Linked DNA regions of Ovis aries: region 1 is linked to region 2. Evidence: chromatin contacts called from public Hi-C data. All regions are on one chromosome and are shown on one strand. Each heading gives the region's core, a stretch centred on a gene start, on an enhancer-like site or on the middle of the called end of the contact. The rest is flanking DNA. Distances are from core to core; before and after follow the strand shown. Region 1 overlaps MTSS1 (MTSS I-BAR domain containing 1). Region 2 holds the start of MTSS1 (MTSS I-BAR domain containing 1).

Region 1 (4,344 bases), core at 826-3,325, 150 kb before region 2:
ACTTTCACCCGCCAAAGGAAGGTTCCTCCAGCCTTGCTCTGTGCGTGTGGATCAGGCTGAATGAAGCGGGGTTTCAGCCTCCAGTCACGAACGGGAAGCAGAAGGCGGGCCTGTTGGGACTGACTTAAATCTGAAAGCCGGTGCTCCCATCCTGCAAGAGCAAGGAACCAAAAAGGCACTGCATGTGCACTCCTTGGAGCCAAAGCAAGGGCAGACCCCATAGTGGAGGTCCCGGCCGCCTCCCCAGCTCAGTGTTTGGTTAGCAGTCTAGGACCTTAAGTCTGAAAGTTTGAAGTCCTTTTTCTGCCACTTCCCAGGCTAGGAACCATGGGTTTAATCTCTCTAAAACCTCATTTTTCCCCCCTCTTTAGAATAGGGATCAATAATATCTATTGGATGAAGATTAAATGAGATTGTGTGTGTGTGTATCTATGTATGTAGTGCTTAACCAACTGTAAAAAAAAGCCAGTTATAATTTACCAGAACTACTTATTTTGGCTCCTCTAATTAAATAAGTTCAATTTGAAAAAAGAGAAACAGTACAGCACCCCAGGACTACAGGTTCTTATTTCGTCTGACTTCTGCTCATTTTTTCCTGAAGAGCCCCTTGAGTGGGTGGAGTGAACGGTTCTAGGCAGGAGCCCCGCTGCAGACGTGGTCCCATCTCTCCTGGGCACACGTGGCACAACTTGTAAAGAGCAGAGTAGAGGACAGAGGGAGAATCCTGAAAACATCCTGCCACGAGGCATTCATTTACACCCATGCACCCGAGGGATTTCCCTGCTTATGGATGTGTGCTCCCTTCCTCCCACCCAAATAAAGGTAATAATACTTCCCCTAGGAAACTATACCCTCTGCCCTGTGTGAGGTGTACAATCTCCTTAAATTTCCCCTCTGCCTTAGAAGCAGTCATAACGCCTTTTTCAAGAAAAACAGAATTCTCAATTAAATTCTGCAGCATCCCTGAGTTTACTCAAACTACCCTAGAGTTGCTTAGCCAAGCATTTATCTTAGGCACCGGCTTTCAGATTTAAGTAAATCCCAACGATCCCGCCTTCTGTTTCCCTTGACATGACTGGAGGCAGAAACCCTGCTTCATTCAGCAAAGCTGGAGCACATGGCCTCTTTTTTTAGAAAGGGGTGTCAGCGCACGATATTTTGTTAATGCATCAGTTGATTAAAAACACACAGAGAATGACACTGCACATTAGAAAAGCCTTTGAGGAGCTGCAAATCCCTGCTCCCTCTCTACCACACTCACTCGAGGCTCACGAGACACACAGGTACAGCTTAGTGCCACACAAGGCGGGACCTCTTAAAGAGTGAGTGAGCCAAAGCACCCAGCTAGGACAAGTAGAGGACTTAAAGCTGCAGCTCCCAGCTCCGAGCATTTCTGCTTAAAATTGAATCTCAACCCCAGGAAGACAGAGAGAGGCAACAGCGCCCCCAGGGACAGCTGTGAAATGCCAAAGGCGGGGCTCTAGGCTGAGCAGCTCTGGGTTCACCAATGTCAGATGCATCATGCGAGTGGCTGTCTGGCTCCCAGAACATGACAGATGCTTCCTCAACGTGGAGTGCTCCCCAGAACACTCTGCTAGGGGCACCTTATGGCCAGGGTGGTGCAGAAAGGCCGCTGGACCAGTTGCTAGAAACCCTCGTTCCAGATCCCCGACTGCAGGTCACATAACTGTGCCACTCGGGCAAACTGCTTTACATCTTAGCCTGTTTCTCCAACAAAACAGGGATAACAACACTCCAAGCGGCTGCTGGCAGGACTACATAGACAATAGGCAGGAGCTCCTAGGACGGTGCCTGGCACCCAGGAGATACTTGCTGACTCTCAGGCAAATTGGATACCTGGATGAACAAGACAAGCACGTGACCTTCTGAATCCAAAGGATCTTGGGCCAAAGGCTGTGGTTGGTCTCAAAATGTATTATATTGGGTTGACCAAAAAGTTAATGTCTTACTTTGGAAAAACCCTAATGATCTTTTTGGCAAACCCAATATGCAATGGGCTCGCAGTCACCATGCTCCCCAGCAGATGGCGCTGAGGGGACATCCTGGATGTTCACATTTCCTAGTTGCCTGTATGTTGTGCTTGCTAGTCTAGACGCCAACCCACTGACACAAAAAAGGGACACAGCGGAGCAGGTGAAGGGTGTTCGATGCCCAGCTCCTGCCTTCTGCTCTTCTGCAGCTAAAGGGCTGGGCATTTAGTGCCATCTAACCCAACTGTATTCAAAGAAACTCAACACCTCCCCTTCTCCCAGGAGGAAGATGCTCACAGAATTACCTGCATGAGCACTGAAGATACTTTCTTATTCTCATCCTCATCATAAATTGATACAAGGAAGCTGAAAGTGCCAAGGAAGGGCTCCGAGGCGTTGTTCAACAGCAGAATCTCTGTTCCCATGTGCAAATGGGATAATGACTATATCATGCCAAGCCAGCCACAGGGACACAGAGAGCAGCCAAGACTCCAAGACTTTGAGTCTGTCTACATACCTGTCTACACAAGTGTGAAAACTGTCCAAATCAATGGGGTGACAACTATCACCCACATGGTGATCATAAGCTTTGAGTCAGTGAAAGTCACTCAGTGGTGTCGAACTCTGTGAGACCCCATGGACTGTAGCCCGCCAGGCTCCTCTGTCCATGGGATTCTCCAGGCAAGAATACTGGAGTAGTTAGCCATTTCCTTCTCCAGGGGATCTTCCCCACCCAGGGATCGAATCCAGGTCTCCCGCATTGTAGGCGGATTCTTTACCATGTGAGTTACCAGGGAAGCCCAATCATAAGTTTTAACCCCCACTTATATTCTCTCCCTTTAGGGGATCAGCTCATCTAACGATGAGAAATTAAACCAGAGGTTCCCCATGGCAGATGACCAGGGTCTGTCCAAGCTCTCCAGTTCCCTCTCTGGTTCCAGCCATCAAGACTGATCCAGGGCCTCAGGTGTGGCGGCTGCTCCTGGGGCCAAGGACATTCTTACCTGGTTGGGGGCCTCGGGCGGCATGGGGGACGGCGACTTGGACTGGAAGGCGTCCTGGGAGATGAACCCTGAGTCGTGGGAGGACACACTGGACAGCCGCACGGGCGCCTGCTGGGCCAGGCTGGAGCCGCGGTAGCGGAAGTGGGAGCTGGGCGAGTGCGAGTGGGAGCCGTGGGAGCCGCTGGACCGCGAGTCGCTGCTGTTGACGCTGTTCAGGCTGCTGCGGGGGCAGCGGGACAGATGGCAAGGGTGACGGGGGAGAACGGCATCACGCAACCCGCCCCCAGCCCCGAGAAGCAGCGCACACAGTGAGACATGTTTTCAAAACACCCAATCACTAAGCGAGTAAACAAAAGGTCTTTTCTGTGTGAGCAAGGGGCGAAAAGCAGCTATGGAGCCGTGGTTCTCCGAGACGCAATGAGGCATCTTTAGGATGGAAGGCTGTGATTTTAGACTGTCAAGTGCTGCCCAGCTCTGCTGTGTCACCGACCAGCAAAGCCAGGGGACTCGATGTCTGAGGCATGAAAAAGGTTCATACCCTCTACTCACAAAAACCATATGAAGGCTTCAGCATGACCTAGTTGGAGCACCCAAGTGTCTTCCTTAGGTGAACCATCGGGATCAACCTGGCCAACCATCGCTTGGCACCAAGAGATTCCTCAAGGTGATTGCATCCTAAGTGTGTCTAATTCAAGATACCCGTATGTGAGACAACTCTGTGTTCGTGTATTTTACATTTTATTATTAACAAAGTTGGTGGTTTAATGAATGGTTTGACCCTGAACACAGGTACTTCTCTGTTCAACTATCTGTGAGCCCAGCAAACAGAACACCTGGCAAGAGGCAGGCAGCTTTCAGGGACCAAAGGTCATCAATCGAAGCTGTTTGCTTCCAGGATGGAACAGTAAACAGGATGTCGGAAAATGACACTTGCCCTCTGGAGTTCTGCCTGTTCCATTTCCAGTCGTAAGCAGTATGTCCTACACTCAAATTATGAAACCCGGAAAACTGAACAAAGTCTCCTGGTCCAAACAGGCAGAGCTGACAGATAAAGGACAGCTGTAGCAGCGTCAGAAGGCATGAAATAAACAACCCAGACTGGGATTAGAAGATCTGTGGTTTCTACTCCTAACTCCTCAAGAGATTCTCGTCAAATTTCACAAACTCGGCCAGCTAATAAGACAGTCAAGGGCTGACTACCTTCTTCTGGTGTTCTATGCTGGAATGACTTGGTGCTAACGTTCCAACAGACATAGCGAAGTGTGCTGTTAGCCAGAACAGGGCATGCGGAGACTGACAGCAACGCTCACGGCAATCTCACTACGGCAAGCTCAGGGCCGGCGCTGTCC
Region 2 (4,613 bases), core at 1,810-4,309:
AAAAGCAGGTCCTTAGAAAGACAGCCCACTTCAGATATTAAAAAGTGACTTTTATTGCTGACAACTTCATGCGTAAGCATACCACACAACACTACATGCCCAAATTTTAAAATTCCCCTTTAAAATGTCACTGCCTTCTAATCCACGAAGAAGTCTTTTCCAAAGAAAACTCCATGAAAAACACTCTGCAACTGTCTTAGGCATAAACAATCACGGAAATTAGACACCCCCCCCTTTCCCCTCATCTCTCTACTCCCCAAAAGTCTGAAATTCTGCAGATCTCAAGGCATGTTTTCGTCTTCCACTCCACTTCACTTTGAAAACCTTTGACTGACAAAACAAAATAAACCTTTAAAATAAATGTCTTCCCAACAGGATGTTGAACAAACCCGACTCAATTCAGAGAAAGAGCTCAGGAACCACAAACTATAGATCCAGCACTCAAAGGGTATTAAATAAGTCTTTATTTTTAACTGGAATCTTGTGGAAGGAGAAGCACGCCACGTTAGCACCCATCCCCAGCCAGAAGGCACTGCAGGGCAGCCAGGACACATCAGGCGCCCGCCCTGAAGTGGGTTACTTTCGAAGGGCTTGGGATTCCAACCCATAAGAACTGAGCCTGGATTCTGGATTAATGAACAAAGAGGAGAAAAAAATCAGGTGTGAACACACTGAGACTGCAGTGGGGACCCAGTAGGTCACTGGGTCCGCGTTATACAGAGGGACTAGAAACATCCATTTCTCTCCTCCAAAACACACAAGCAGTTCTCCCAACCCGTCTCAAATTCTTCCCCTGGTGATCATAATCCACGTGTGCCTCCAACCAAATCTTGTTTGATTACAAGGCCTGTAGACTTCACTTAACAAGAAATATCCCAGAGTCCACAGAGGGAACCAAGCTTTGTCTCAATTATTCAATGGGGGTTGGGGGCAAAGGAATGAAAGCGCTGTCTTTGAACAGGACATAATCCATCTAATTCCAACGGGCTGGATTAGAGGCATTCCTGGGCAAGCGAGGTCGCTGAACAGAATGCTCCACGAATGTCAATTTCTGACAAAAGGCACAGGCTCTGCAGGAGGATTTCAAAATGGACCAGACCAGGACGCAGGCACCTTGGCAAAGTTCACCCTGGGCGAGGTGGCAGTTGGTGCTAAGAGGAGAAAACAGGCCGTGACAGCTGAGCATTCCTTCCCAAAGTCCATCTCCCAGGCGGAAACCCTCTCCAAACCTTACATTTCAACAGACAAAAGCACCTCCAGACGTGCAGGCAGCGGCTGAAGAGGGGCTGTCCACACCCACTCGCTGCACAGCTTTCCAAACCTGCCCACTCGTTTTGGAAGCAGAGCTTTTAATTAAACACCACCTCCCCGGATCTGTTGAGGCAAACTGGGGCTGGGCTAGAGCCAAAGAGAAGCTCCCTAAATACACATGAAAAAAAAAATTCCCCCCACCGCCCCCAATTCCCACCTCCAGCCAGCTCGCGCGGCTGGTTATATTTCCTTTAGATTAGTAAGTAACACAGGGCCCTGGTCTATCTCTATGCACAGAAAATCCACATTCAAGGATCAGGTTATCCCCAGTCCCACCCTTCGCAGGAAAAAGCCTGGGTGTTGTTCCCCGCCCCCATCACACACACTCACGCGCGCGCGGGCGGGCACGCGCGCACACGCGCACACACACACACACACACACACACACACGCACAGACACACACACACAGTCTTCACAATCCTTCCAAGAGAAAACCTGGTGTCTGTGCGTGTTAGGCGGGTCGGGGATACAGTTGTTTAAGATGCCCCAGTCCCGCCTTCGGGCTGGGAGCCTCAGTCTGGGGACGTGGGGTCCCCCGCAAGACTGCTCTGGGAACTTCTGCTCCACACCCCAGGGGAGGGCCGAGGGGAGGCACGAAAACCCTAACCAGCTTTGGAAGAGCCTAATTAATACCTAATTTGCTCAGATCGCCCCCAGGTGGACCTGAAAGACCACGAGCGAGAGGGAGGTCTCCTTCCCAGTCTCTCGGGCTGGGGGGCTCCTTCTCACAGCTGGGCAGAGCCCCTCCCCTCTCCCCACCACCGCGCCAGGCGCCCCCTCCCGTACCCTGGGGAATCAGGTGTCCGCCCAAGCATCCACCCCCTGCGGGTCGCAGACACTCAGACCAGCGACAGACAATGGAAAACTTGGAGCCAGGGCCCCGGGCCCCCAGGGAAATGAGATGATGCGGTCCCCTGGGACAATGAGCGGGAGCGGGCAGGGACCATCAGATAAAGCTCCCCACCCCTCGTCCCCACCGAGAGAAGCCGTCCGCTCGGTGACCCAGCAGAACCCAGAGCGGCGCCCCGGGTGAGCAGGTGACACCCGGGCCAGAGCGCTCTCGCAGGTGGCCGGCGGCCACGGCGCAGGCAAGGGCCGGGCGGCTGGCCCGGGGCGGAGGCGAAGACTCGCGGCGAGGTCAGAGCGCAGCGGCGGCCGCAGCCGCTCACCCGGCGTCCTACCTTCATGTCGCTAATGATGGTCTGGAAGAGGCCTCCGAGCGCGCTGCATTCCTTCTCAATCACAGCCTCCATTTTCCCGGCGCGGGCAGGGGCAGGACACACACTTGGAGCCGCCTGGACTGTGCGCGGGGCCGGGGATCTCTCACCCCGGGAGGAATTTCACCGTCCGAGTGACCCACCTCCGACTCGCAGCCTCTTCTGCAAAGAGGACGAAATGCCCGAGATCGACTGTTCTCTCCCCAAAATAATACTAAAATATTTTTAAAGCCAACCCGCTCCGTAGGGCGCCTACAGGCAGCGCTCCGCTCCTGGCCTTAAAAATGCCCGGAGAAGACTGACAATCAGGCCACCACTGGTGCCCACGACAGAAACGGCAAAGCCCATCTTGAAGCAGAGAAAATCGCCCGCTGACCAGGGGCCAGCGCCATTTCAAAATGCAAGATTTTCTAATTTAACTGATGTTTCTGAAATGAAACAAAAAAAAATCGCCCAAGAGCAGATCGGGTCTGCTCGCGGAGCCCTGATCTGTTGCTAGCAGCCGCGGCCGCCGCCTCCTTTTCTGTCCTGCGCGCCCAGCCCCAGCGCTCGCTACAGCTCGGCTCTTGCGGACGTTCGCAGGGGCGCACGCGCGCTCGCGGCCTTGCGTCCGCGGGGAGGCGCGGGGAGGGCGCGCATACGGGGCCGCGCGGCCGCCGCACGCGGGCGGGGCTGGGAGCGCGTGCCCGGGAGGCGCGTGGGGCGCCGGCCGCAGAATAGAGCCGGCAGGCGCGCGGGCGGTGCGGGGAAGATCCAATCCCCGCGGGAGCCTCCTCCGCCCAGCACCCGCCCCCCGCCTCCCCTGGGCCGCGGGTCGCAGAGCCGAGAGGGAGTGTCAGCACGCGGCTGGTCTAGCGCCCACACCACAATGGCTGCGAGCGCCTGGCACGGAGGGTGCAGCCGTCGGCCTCGGGGACTTGCACGGTGGCACGATTAGCGCAGTACCTTGCAACTAGGGAGCGCTCGGTAGGGCGGGAAAACTGCCGCTACTGCTGTTGCTGCTGCAGGCTTCTAAGAGGCCCGTTCTCTGCTATCAGGACTGCAGAGCCAAGTCACTATTGCAAGCAGCCAAATACGTAATTAGGAAGAGTTCGGGGGCGTATCCTGCAGCGAGATGCCGAGTTCAGTAAGTTGCAGGATTATGGGAAAGTGGATTGATTTTGCTATTGCAAAATAAATGGCATTGCGCTTCTCTGTCCTGCTCGTCAGTTTATGGAGATTGCTGACTGCCCCTGACTTGGGCGGTGGTTTTTCAAGCGGTCTGAGAACATCCGGGTGGTGGTGGTACTGCAGAGAGCCCCGCTGGGAGTTTTAACCTGGAAATGGTACCAAAGAACTCAGGTTGATTTGGGAGCTGGTGGTTTGTTTTCCCAACTCCACCGCCTAACCACGCAACCAGATCTGTCATTTAGATCAACACCAAATAGACAAGGAGGAGGGGAGTCAAATGAGTAGATTTGCAAAGACCTGAAAACAAGCCCCCAGGTCTGGGCTGTTCCTTGACCCTTGAAGCACAAAGCTGTTCCCTTGTTTGAAGCACAAAGCAGGAGGAAAGGTGGGAGAGGGTAACAAAAGAAACTGCAAAATGCTGTACAGGCTCCTAGCAGACTCAGAACTAGGAAAAGATCTGGCTTTGCAAACTGCGTGAACCAAAGCGATGCATGGAGCTGTAGAAGATAATTTTCCTCTGGGCCACCCTGCCCCATTCTTAGTCATCGTCTCTCTCTCCACCCCTGTTCCCCAAGTCATGAGTGTTACTGCTAGAATTAGCTCATCTCTTGGGCAACCCCCTGGATCCTGTCCCCAAGGTCACTTGGATGCATAACTCTCATCTTCACCTTGGCAATAACCTTGACACATAGTTTGCTTTTGATCATTATCATTATTATGATTTCAATACTATCAGTATATCAGAATCACTGCTTGTAGGGCCAGATTGCCTGGGTTCAAGCTCCGGGTGAAAACCAATTCATGGTATGCGCTTTGGCCATACTAAATGGGCCTCAGTTTCTTCACCTGCAAATGGGGATAAAGGGAGCATCAACCGCATAGGGCTGTTCTGAGTTTTACCTGCACTGTTATAC

The links. A called contact is a pair of places that touch in the nucleus more often than the background predicts.
Region 1: a Hi-C map of liver shows a contact between it and region 2, with 5 times the contacts expected there. The contact joins the enhancer-like site here to the promoter of MTSS1 in region 2. A contact is called at or near these places in 2 of 16 Hi-C or Micro-C datasets (hypothalamus and liver).

What each region holds. Positions count from the first base shown.
Region 1 is chr9:28,574,927-28,579,270 of ARS-UI_Ramb_v3.0, reverse strand. MTSS1 (MTSS I-BAR domain containing 1) reads right to left here. Exons shown (of 15, transcript XM_042254145.1): 10 at 2,996-3,215. Among named protein-coding and RNA genes, the nearest start is that of NDUFB9, 20 kb to the left of the region's middle. Within about 2 kb of position 2,075, at least 6 of the 54 cell types and tissues checked have an H3K27ac peak or open chromatin away from gene starts, as enhancers often do. A contact at or near this core is called in liver, where this site is marked.
Region 2 is chr9:28,424,612-28,429,224 of ARS-UI_Ramb_v3.0, reverse strand. It overlaps MTSS1 (MTSS I-BAR domain containing 1), which reads right to left and starts at 3,059. Exons shown (of 15, transcript XM_042254145.1): 1 at 2,494-3,059. The coding sequence starts at 2,565. It overlaps LOC121820383 (a long non-coding RNA gene), which reads right to left. Exons shown (of 3, transcript XR_006060900.2): 3 at 4,392-4,613.